Linked DNA regions of Triticum aestivum: region 1 is linked to region 2. Evidence: chromatin contacts called from public Hi-C data. All regions are on one chromosome and are shown on one strand. Each heading gives the region's core, a stretch centred on a gene start, on an enhancer-like site or on the middle of the called end of the contact. The rest is flanking DNA. Distances are from core to core; before and after follow the strand shown.

Region 1 (5,532 bases), core at 2,512-5,011, 340 kb after region 2:
CGTCGGGGATAGGCGAGCAGCTACTGACGATCGCCATAGAATAAACGTATGTGAAGTCGCGCCTATCCCACATGTTACGTATCGACGTTACGTTTCTGATCCGAGAGGCATCTGAAACGTTTACGCTGCTATAGTTGTGTGAAAAAGGTGGATATCACAAACATTTAATCTACCAATGTGTTTGTGATAGGTCGTTATCGCACTCAATTCAAAAATGTAAAATGTGTGTGGTGCCTCTACTATCGCCAACGTGTCCATTTTCATAACTGTGTGCGATAGGTATTTCTATCACACACGCATACAGGTTTGGATCATTTACCGTATTACCATGAAACACACACGCATATGAGATGAAACCGTGTGTGCGTCCATCGGGCATTGTAAATATTTCACGTCAAATAACCGTCTGTTCTCTATTTTTCCATCGCACACGCTGTTTTCTTTCTAATCGTGTGTATATTATTTTATTCGCTCCTATTTAATTTTATTTTTCTCTGAATTTATTATTCGAATTGGAAATTTTGAAATATGAAATGTGGAATTCAAATTCTCAGCACAATGGTTCAACAACCAAACCATAAATAAAATTATCTATACAATATGTTCAGTAATTACTGGATTAGGTAACAATTGATGAACCACAATATTTAGATGCGGTAAGGTGAAGAGACAGTTGTAAATCATTTTGACTACCGATGATGTTGAAGAAGAGGAATGCCCATAATGTGCTCTCCTGCATGCCATAGGCACGAACAATTTTTGTCCAACCCCTTGTGACGATTGCCCGCCCATCCTTCACCGCCTTCAGGAAGACTTCTGGACCACTATCATAGTAGTATGAATTATGTACTTTAACTTTAGTTGCCTCCACTCCGGGCATGTAGTTTGCAAGGTAATCATTAGTAAATTGCTTCGGAAACCACTTAAAAGAGAAAACTTTAAGAGACTCATGTCTAATAGAGTAACTTGTTGTGGGCAGGAGGAAAATGCAACATATTACTTACCATCCTAAAGTTCACTGTTGTCTTGAACAAAGTGTAAATAAAGAGCTTAATTCCCATCACCTATCTCTTTCGCCTAACAATCCTTTTTAGTTTCCTCACTTGACGCTTGTTCATGAATATCTCATTGCCCCATACGCAAAATAGATTGAAGCGTGGATCAATACCGTTGATATATGTACCTAAAAGAAAACAGTAAATGTTAGAAGCTAAACTGCGATTGCACAAATGGTGTAAAATACAACTACCCCCATTCCTAAGTACAAGTATTTTTAGAGATTTCAATATGAACTACATACGGATGTATATAGACATAGTTTACATTAGAATGTAGACTCACTCATTTTGCTCTGTATGTAGTCTATATTGGAATCTCTAAAAATACTTATATTTAGGAATAGATGGTGTATAAGACATGTGATGCAGCTAACCTCGACGGCAAACAACAACATCACCCATTGTACCACTGCGTAAGTACATGAAAAGGCAATGTTAACTACAACATGGTTAACATCCACCAAAAATAGCAAATGGTAATAAACGGTAGCATCTGTAGTGATATTTTCATTGCGAAAGAGTAGCACGGTAGCAAAGGGACGGAATAAGAATAGATAGAATTGTTTACTACAATAGACAACCTAGTAGAAATGAAATTGACAGAGTTAAACATCGCAAGGCAAGTGCTGCTAGAGCAGAGAATGGCCCTATTGTCTATAAAAAAGTAGGGAAAATAGATAAGGCGGTTTAGGTGTGTTTACTACAACATGCTTAATACATGAACAGTACAAAACATGGCCATTGAAACTCATATTGGTAATATTGAACTGGTCAGTTCATACTTGGTAAGTCCTGAGGGGTAGTTGTTGGGGCACTTCATATGGGAAGAGCTCGCCCCAAGTCGGCCGCAGCGGAGGCGAGGTGTTCCTCCGGGTCGAAGCGTGAATCAGTGCCGCTGACATGTGTACCAACAAGAAACAAGTAAATGTTATAAGCTAAACTACAATTGCACAAATGATGTAAAATACTGAAGACATGGGATGCAGCTAACCTCGACGGCAAACAACAGCATTGTCCGTTATGGCCGAACGTAAGTACATGGAAAAGCATGTTAACTACAACAGGGTTAGCATCCACAAAAAATAGCAAATGCAAATAAAACGATAGCATCTCTAGTATATCTTCATTGTGGAGAGTAGCACAGTAGCAAAGGGACAGATTAAAAATGGATACAACTGTTTATTGCAACAGGCTTAACATCATCCTAAGTCATGTTTTGTAAGTTTCTAACTGCTATTGGTGAAATTGAGCTGGACAGTTCATACTTGAACATCACACAGTGTGCAGTATTGAAAATAACAAGGCACGTTTAACTACAGGTAACCTAGTATAGCCATTGAAACTGGTACTGATAAAAATGCAATTGGCAGTGTTAAACATCGCAAGGTAGGTGCTGCCGGAGCAGAGAATGACCCAGTTGTCTATAAAAAGATAGGGAAAATAGTTAAGATGTGTTAGGCATGTTTACTACAATATGCTTAATACATCAACCGTACAAAACATAGCCATTGCAACTGGTATTGGTAAGATTGAACTGGTGAGTTCATACTTGGTAACTCCTAAAAGGTAGTTGTTGGGGCACTTCATCTTAGCCAGAGCCCGCCCCAAGTCAGCGGCGACGGAGGTGGGGTGTTCCTCCGGGTCGAAGTATGGATCAGTGTCGCTGACATGTGTACATAGTGATTGATTCGCTACCAATTTTTTTTATCAACCACACAAAAAGTTGTCATATTTGACAATTTCTGATTCTGTCAAATGTTGGCGTGCCAAATATTGGCAATGTAAATATTGATATCAAAGCAATCATGCTCGAAATCCGTCGTGTTTGCATAAATTTCGTCTGATTAATTCAAACAGTGGCTGAAATGTATACATGCAGCGTTGGATGATCGACTCCCTGTGTCCGCGAACCGATGCCGCGGCAAATTTGTGGGTCAGCGTTGGAGATACCCTCACCCATAGCTCGACTATGTGATAGAAGTGCTTGAGTTTAATCAGCCTTCACTGCCCTGCCCTTAGCTAATCGACAAAGTTAAAATATCTCCTCCTTTGCAATTTTGCAAAGATGCGCACCAAGTACCATCGATTCGAGTATGGAATATCTGGCTGGAGATGATCACGCTGCCGTCGTGACCCGATGAGCTTCCGGAGAGCATTACTTCCACGACGGCGATATCGAAAAGGCACCACCACCTGCGTCCGTGCGATAGATATTTCGCTTCTTTTTCTGCGTGGCCGACGAGGCGCCAGCGAGCCCCGAGCAAACGCGCACGCGCGCGGCGGCCTCGGGCGAAAGCGCCACGATACGTCGAGACAGCTCACTGACGGGTAGGACCACGGGCCCGACGGCCCGCGCGTCAGTGTGCCAGGCGAAGCGGAAGGGCCTCAGCGCCTCCACGTAGCGGGTCTCCGCGCCTGTGGATCGCGACTCCGGGCGGGTGGTCTCCTGGGCAGCCACGACCTGCGGTTCCCAGCCGTGCGATCCTCGCGGGTTGGGTGGCTGGGATCGCCCCGCTAAAACCCAAACCCCATGGAACTTTCGGGCCAATAAATGACGTCTCCCGAAGCCGCGTCTTACATGAAACCCCGTCCTGTGCCGCGGAATCCCCGTTTGAGCCTCTTTCCTGCCGCGACTACGCTGTAGAGGGACTGCAATGCAAATTGGCGGGTGCTTGTATGAAACACACGGGGCTTTGCAGGGGCTAATCCCTGAAATACCTGGGTTTTGTGCCGCCTTAAGACAAAAAAGTTCTCATGGTCCATACAAGCAAGTAGCAGCTGGGAGGAGGAGCCGAGGAAGAGGAGCAGAAGATAGGAGGAGAGGAGCAGCGGTAGCCTCGTCTTCCTCGGGATTGGGAGGGACGAGAGAGGCGGGGGGAGAATGCAGGAGCAGGGGGAGAGCTCGCGGCCTTCGAGCAGCGACAGGTCGTCCAGCTCCGGCAACCACATGGGGCACAAGGAAGGCAAGCTCTACAACTTCAATTCTCTCCTGCTGTAATGCTGTTTTAGCTCGATCGGTTCTTGAAACGAAGCTCTTGTGCGCTGTGCCTTCCGATGAGTGTCCATTGGGCCGGGCTTCCGAAAGTTCCAATCATCTTGGGCACTTGCCAGAGATGTTCTATACTTTTCTACTAGAATTCTGGGTCGAATTTCACGTCATCTTTAACTGGGCATTTTGAGGAAAGAAGCTTTGCACTCATTCCTGCCGAGCGTTTGTGTTTGCAGAAAGACCGGTATCTCCAAAAGAACTAGATTGGTGAACTGAGCTAAGCTGAGCTTCGTTGGACTGCAGGGATGGAGAGCGACGACGAGATAGGGACGGTGCCGGAGCTGGGCCTGGGGCCAAGCGGCGCGTCCACGTCCGGCAGGAGGGAAGCCGACGGGCCGGAGCGTGCCCAGTCCTCCACCGCGCAAGGCAGCGCGCGCCGCCGCGGACGCACCCCGGCCGACAAGGAGCACAAGCGCCTCAAGAGGTACGAGCCTCATGCTGCATACAATTCAGTTTGAGTTTCCGAATGTGGATAATGCCTCCCGTGTGCCCAATTCGTTGTCTGGATGGTAGATCGAGTACGGATGCCCATTCATGCATGTTTTGGATTCAATGCATGGTGGTCCTGAACTCCTGATGGTCCATACCGAAACCACGCCATGCATGTACAGGCCCCCTTTTGTTGAGTTTAGACAAACCAAGATTGCTCGTGGATCCAAGTTGGGAACGAAAATGATTTTCTTGTGGACCTTTCTTTTTTCTAGAGAGATCTCTTATGGATCTAGATACGGATCAAATGTCGAGGTCTCTGAATAAATATTATGGTTGGCTTGGCCGTCTTCGCCTGGCTCTCGTGCTCGTGAAAGTTGGGTCACTTAGGGTCAGTGGAAGCGGCCATAATGGAGGACGTGTGCTTCTATTATTGTGGTCATTGCTCTCAGAAGTTGCAAGCTCCTTCGACGGGTGGTCAATGTTTTCATGCTTCTTTCTGGTCCTTAGTTGTACTTGTGTGGGTTCTAGTGTTATGTCTAGGTCGTTGGTTGCCAACGTTTGTGCCAGGATCCTTAGATTCTTCATCGTTGTTTAGCTTATGGTTTTGTTGTTGGGTCGTGCCATCTTTGGTGTTATGCGGTGTCTTCTATGGCGCTGTACTCTTCTTTCTATCTAATGAAATACATTTGGCTCTCCTGTATGATTTGAAAAAAAATTACGATTACCAATGCGATGCTCAGCTCAGCCTGATTGAGATCGATAGACGAGTTTGTTGTAGCAAAAGAGATATCCTGAATTTAAAGGATATCATCTACGGTGGAATACATGCAGCTGGGCTAGGGGTAGAAAAGGATTTTTGACATATCAGTACTCCATTTAGTTCCAAAAGATAGTTTGTAAGATGTTTTTTCAAGCTTTGTGAAGTTTAACCAATATTGTAGAAAAAAAATATGTACATTCATAATACAAAATAAGATCATTAGTATATCATGG
Region 2 (4,837 bases), core at 1,657-4,156:
TGTCTCGGTCATGTCTGCATGATTCCCGAACCCGTAGGGTCTACACACTTAAGGTTCGATGACACTAGGGTTATAGGGAAAGTTTGTACGTGGTTACCGAATGTTGTTCGGAGTCCCGGATGAGATCCCGGACGTCACGAGGAGTTCTGGAATGGTCCGGAGATAAAGATTTATATACGGGAAGTCCTTATTCGGTCGCCGGAAGTGTTCGAGGGTTTATCGGTATTGTACTGTGACCACCGAAAGGGTTCCAGGGGTCCACCGGAAGGGTCCACCTGCCTCGGAGGGCCCTATGGGCTGAATATGGAGGGGAACCAGCCCCTAGGTGGGCTGGGCGCCAAACCCCCTAGGGCCCATGCGCCTAGGGTTGGGGGGAAACCCTAAAGGGGGCGCCCCCCTTGGCTTGGGGGGCAAGCCTTCCCCCTTGGCCGCCGCCCCCCGCTAGATCCATCTGGAGGGGGCCGGCCCCCCTCTCCCTTTCCCCTATAAATAGAGGGGAGGTGGGAGGGCAGCCGCACCACATCCAAGGCGCAGCCGTCCCCCCTCCAACACCTCCTCCTCCCGCGGCGCTTGGCGAAGCCCTGCCGGAGTACCACGCTGCTCCAACACCACCATGCCGTTGTGCTGCTGCTGGAGTTGTCTTCCCCAACCTCTCCCTCTCTCCTTGCTGGATCAAGGCGTGGGAGACGTCACCGGGCTGCACGTGTGTTGAACGCGGAGGCGCCGTTGTTCGGCGCTTAGATCAGAATCAACCACGATCTGAATCACTACGAGTACGACTCCTTCATCCACATTCTTGTAACGCTTCCGTGTCGCGATCTTCAAGGGTATGAAGATGCACTCCCCTCTCTCTCGTTGCTAGTCTCTCCATAGATTGATCTTGGTGATGCGTAGAATTTTTTTAATTTCTGCAGCGATCTCCAACACTTTGTTGCCGCCGGCATCCCTCCATGCCCGGTGGCCTCACTCCATGGTTGCCTCCACATTGACAGGTACGCTACCAGGCCTAGAAGAGGCACAGGGCTCTTCACCGGCTGGCTTCTTCCACCATGCCCACAAGGTGTCCAACGTTTCACCTACAATGTACAAATAGATAGTGAAGATGAGTTCTTTTTCAACAACTTCATTTGTGATTCAGACGATTTGTCATCGGACGATGAGGAATTTGTGGTTGCTACTTTGGTCATCAAAGACCACATTGCTAGGCAGCGGCCATTGTTTAGGGGCTCGATCCCGGGCCATGCTCCCATTAAATCGCAACAGAGAGAGCGGCCATTGCCTACACTGGTTTGTCTACTTTCAGTGCACGTCCCGACTCTACAAACCCAAGCTATTCTCGCACCGCTTCCGGATGGCTAAACATGTGTTCAATCGTATTCGAGAGGGCTAATGGCATATGATGATTATTACTTATGAAGGAGGACACCCTTGGAAAGGTTGGCTTCTCCTCTTATGAGAAATGCATTGCAGCTATTCGAATACTTGCATACGGAATACCCGGTGATATTGTTGATGAGTATGTCCGCATGAGTGAGTCCACATGCCTTGCATCAATGTACAAGTTTTGTAAGGCTGTGGTAGCAGCATTTGGCCCGAAGTACCTGAGAGAGTCAAATGCTGCAGATACAACCTGGTTGTTGGTAGTATAGATTGTATGCATTGGAAGTGTAAGAACTGTCAGTCTGCTTGGCATGGGCAGTATAGGGGGGCATGCCAAAGCTTGCACTGTCATACTTGAGGTCGTGGCTTCACAAGATCTTTGGATTTGACATTCTTTTTTGGGCATGGCTGGCTCTCACAATGACATCAACGTGCTTCAATGTTCTTTGGTGTTCTAAAGGCTTGCAGAAGGAAATTGCCCAGAGGTCAACGTTGAGATCAATGACCACCACTACAACAAGTGATACTACCTTGCTGGTGGTATCTATCCTCAGTGGAGAACTCTTGTGAAGACAATCCCCAACCTGGTAGGAGAGAAGAGGCAGAGATTTGCCCAAGCACAAGGGAGTGCTAGGAAGGATATGGAGCGTGGCATTGGTGTGCTTCAATCTCGATGGGGCATCATTTGATATCCTGCTAGAATTTGGAGCACCAAGAAATTGTGGGAGATGGTGACTGCTTGTGTGATAATACACAACATGATCGTAGATGATAAGCGTGAGGATGAAATCTTCGACCAGGAGTTTCAATGTTGTGCCTGCACATGGAGGAGCGGCAGCGCTTGCACAGTTCATCCAATTTCATCATGAAATGCCCGATTGCGCAACTCACACTCAACTTCAAGATGATTTGGTTGAGCATATGTAGACTCACCTTGGCAATCATTAGATGTATCGGCTCCTTTTCTTTAGATGTATTTGTGGCAATTTATATTTCATTTGGTTATGAACTATAAGATTTTATTTGTTTATAAGACTATGGGATTTTTATTTGGTTGTGAATTATGTGATTTAAACTTTGGGCAATGTAGATATCTATGCAAATAATTGTGCAAACATCTAGCCACATGCCGACCATGCGGACGAAAATGCGACGCGTTGGCGGCACAGACCAGCCAAACACGAATGGGGCCGACGTCGTCCAAAATGCCCACCCAAACGAACGAAAAAAGGACAAAACGTGCATTTGTTTACGTCGGCGCGTTGGAGTTGCTCTAATCATGTGAGCTAGACTCACTTCGCGCTTGGTGCTACGTTGATATATATTGACCCGCATATGGTTGTCTAAAAAATGCAACAAATTCCACCTACATTCTTGTTAGTTTTTTTGTTAATTTACTTCTCTGTTATTTATCTGCTCCCTTCAAAAAAAAAGAAGCGGAAAACACACAGCAGGTTGGCTTTCACCCGTCCCCACAGCAGTTTTTGTTGCGTTGCGTTGCGTTGGCATCTTCCTCAGAAGAAGAACCCATCCACACCTGCCATTGTTGACTTATTTCGGCGAAGGCGCACCGGAAGAAGAACGCCTCCTTCGGAAGCTGCCGAGCTCACCAACTCCATCCCATCATCAATTCATCATCATTGCTGCCAAGTCTGAAACCCTTTGCCTCATAACTCTGTCGACGCTCCCGGATTTCTCGGACCGCTCCCCACTTATCGGTTTGCCACTGATAAGTAAGTTCGTTCCGACCTTGTGCTCTTGGTTGCTGCACTTCACACGTGTTTTGTCACCACTTGATTCGTGCTGCGGTTTTGGAATTTCCGATTGATGTTTGGGGTTTGGCCTGGGACGGGTGATTTCTGGGTTGAAGCGGATGATCGGTAGGTCTGATACCCAGATTGATAGAAAGGGGGATTTTGCTACCCGTACCTGCGACCGGGAGCATGCATGCCATTTGTTTGTGGAATTGCGACAGCAGGGAACTGATTCTTGAATTCTTGCAAGAAAAGGCTTCGTCGGTGTGGTGATTCGACTCTATCAGGAGTTGTTTTGGTGTCCTGAGGCGAAGCCATGGACGTCGTGCAAACAATCGCCTCGGCCGCGCAGCTGGTGTCTGCAATGTTGTCCGCGGTGGGAGCGCTGGAGCAGGCGGCCGCGGACGCCGCTGAGGCTCCGAGGAGGCTCCAGGTGCTCGAGGATTTCGTGTCGGACCTTGAGGTGTTGGTGCAGCAGGCTAAGCAGAAGCACGCGCACAAGATGCACGGCCCGCAGCTGGAGCGTCAGTTTCAGAGCTTGAGCAGGCTCATGGATCAGCTGCGTGCCAATATCATCAAGGCGAGGCGAGCCTTGAAGAAAGGGAAAGGGAAGGGCTTGGCTAGGGTGGTTTGGAGCTCGGTGGTGGGAGACCCCCTCATGAAGTACATTCAGCTGATCAGAGATGACCTCAACTGGTGGCTGGAATTGCAGAGGTTGACAGATAACGTCGGCAATGCTATAGCGTCTACTGCTAAGGGTACACCATCGTTGGTCAGAGTCAAGTCTGAGCAGGGCTATCCAGTGTCAGAGAAGTGTGACTATGTTAGGGACATTTTGGAGAGAGATGATGGTCATCGAGTTGTCCTGATTGTTGGATTATCTGGTATTGGCAAGTCGTGCCTCGCTCGACAAATTGCTTCTCAGCCGCCTGGTAATTTTGTGGATGGCGCAATTGAGGTTAGTTTTGGCCGGTGGTGCAGTAGAGCAGCTTGTAATGGAAGCAGAACTGAGTACCATAAACGTCTTGTTAGGAAGATAAGCAAATTGCTAGTGCAGGTTGGTTCCATGACTGTCAACGAGGGCACGAGCAAAGATCTTGAAGATGTATGTTGCTTGCTTCAGACCGTGTTGGTTGGAAAGAGTATGTTAATACTCCTCGATGACGTCTGGGAGCAAGACATAGTTGATCGCTTCACCAAGCTATATGATAATGATTGCCGGTATCTTGTGACAACAAGGGATGAAGCTGTTTATGAGATAGCAGAGGCTGAAAAGGTAGAAATATCCAAAGATGACATCAAGAAAATCAGCAAGGGCATTCTTCTCTATCATAGTCTGCTTAGTGCTGAAGAGCTTCCGGTATGCTTTGTTATTTTCCTTATAATTCTTTAGTGAATTTATCGATATTGCCATGCCTCTTAGTTTTCTATGTTAAATTTAATTTATAAAATGTTCGCTTCCCTTCATGAGGTATCCTGCAGTCTAGGTCTCATCCCTTTCTTTCATATGCTCATCTTCTGAGTTTCAAGATTGACTTATTGTATCAACGACCAGTCAAACAACAAATACTTATATTCATGTGAATCTACTTAGAGGGATTAATCAAACAACAAATACTTATATTCATGTGAATCTACTTAGAGGGATTAATTGTGCTTATTTTTGCCACGCAAGATATACTCAATCTAGAAATTATAATTGC

Evidence for each region. A called contact is a pair of places that touch in the nucleus more often than the background predicts.
Region 1: a Hi-C map of leaf shows a contact between it and region 2, with 3 times the contacts expected there. The contact joins the promoter of LOC123144357 here to the promoter of LOC123144355 in region 2. A contact is called at or near these places in 2 of 5 Hi-C or Micro-C datasets (both in leaf).

Annotation. Positions count from the first base shown.
Region 1 is chr6D:173,581,182-173,586,713 of IWGSC CS RefSeq v2.1, forward strand. It overlaps LOC123144357 (transcription factor HY5), which reads left to right and starts at 3,762. Exons shown (of 4, transcript XM_044563460.1): 1 at 3,762-4,021; 2 at 4,351-4,531. The coding sequence starts at 3,940.
Region 2 is chr6D:173,240,974-173,245,810 of IWGSC CS RefSeq v2.1, forward strand. It overlaps LOC123144355, which reads left to right and starts at 2,907. Exons shown (of 2, transcript XM_044563458.1): 1 at 2,907-4,494. The coding sequence starts at 3,451.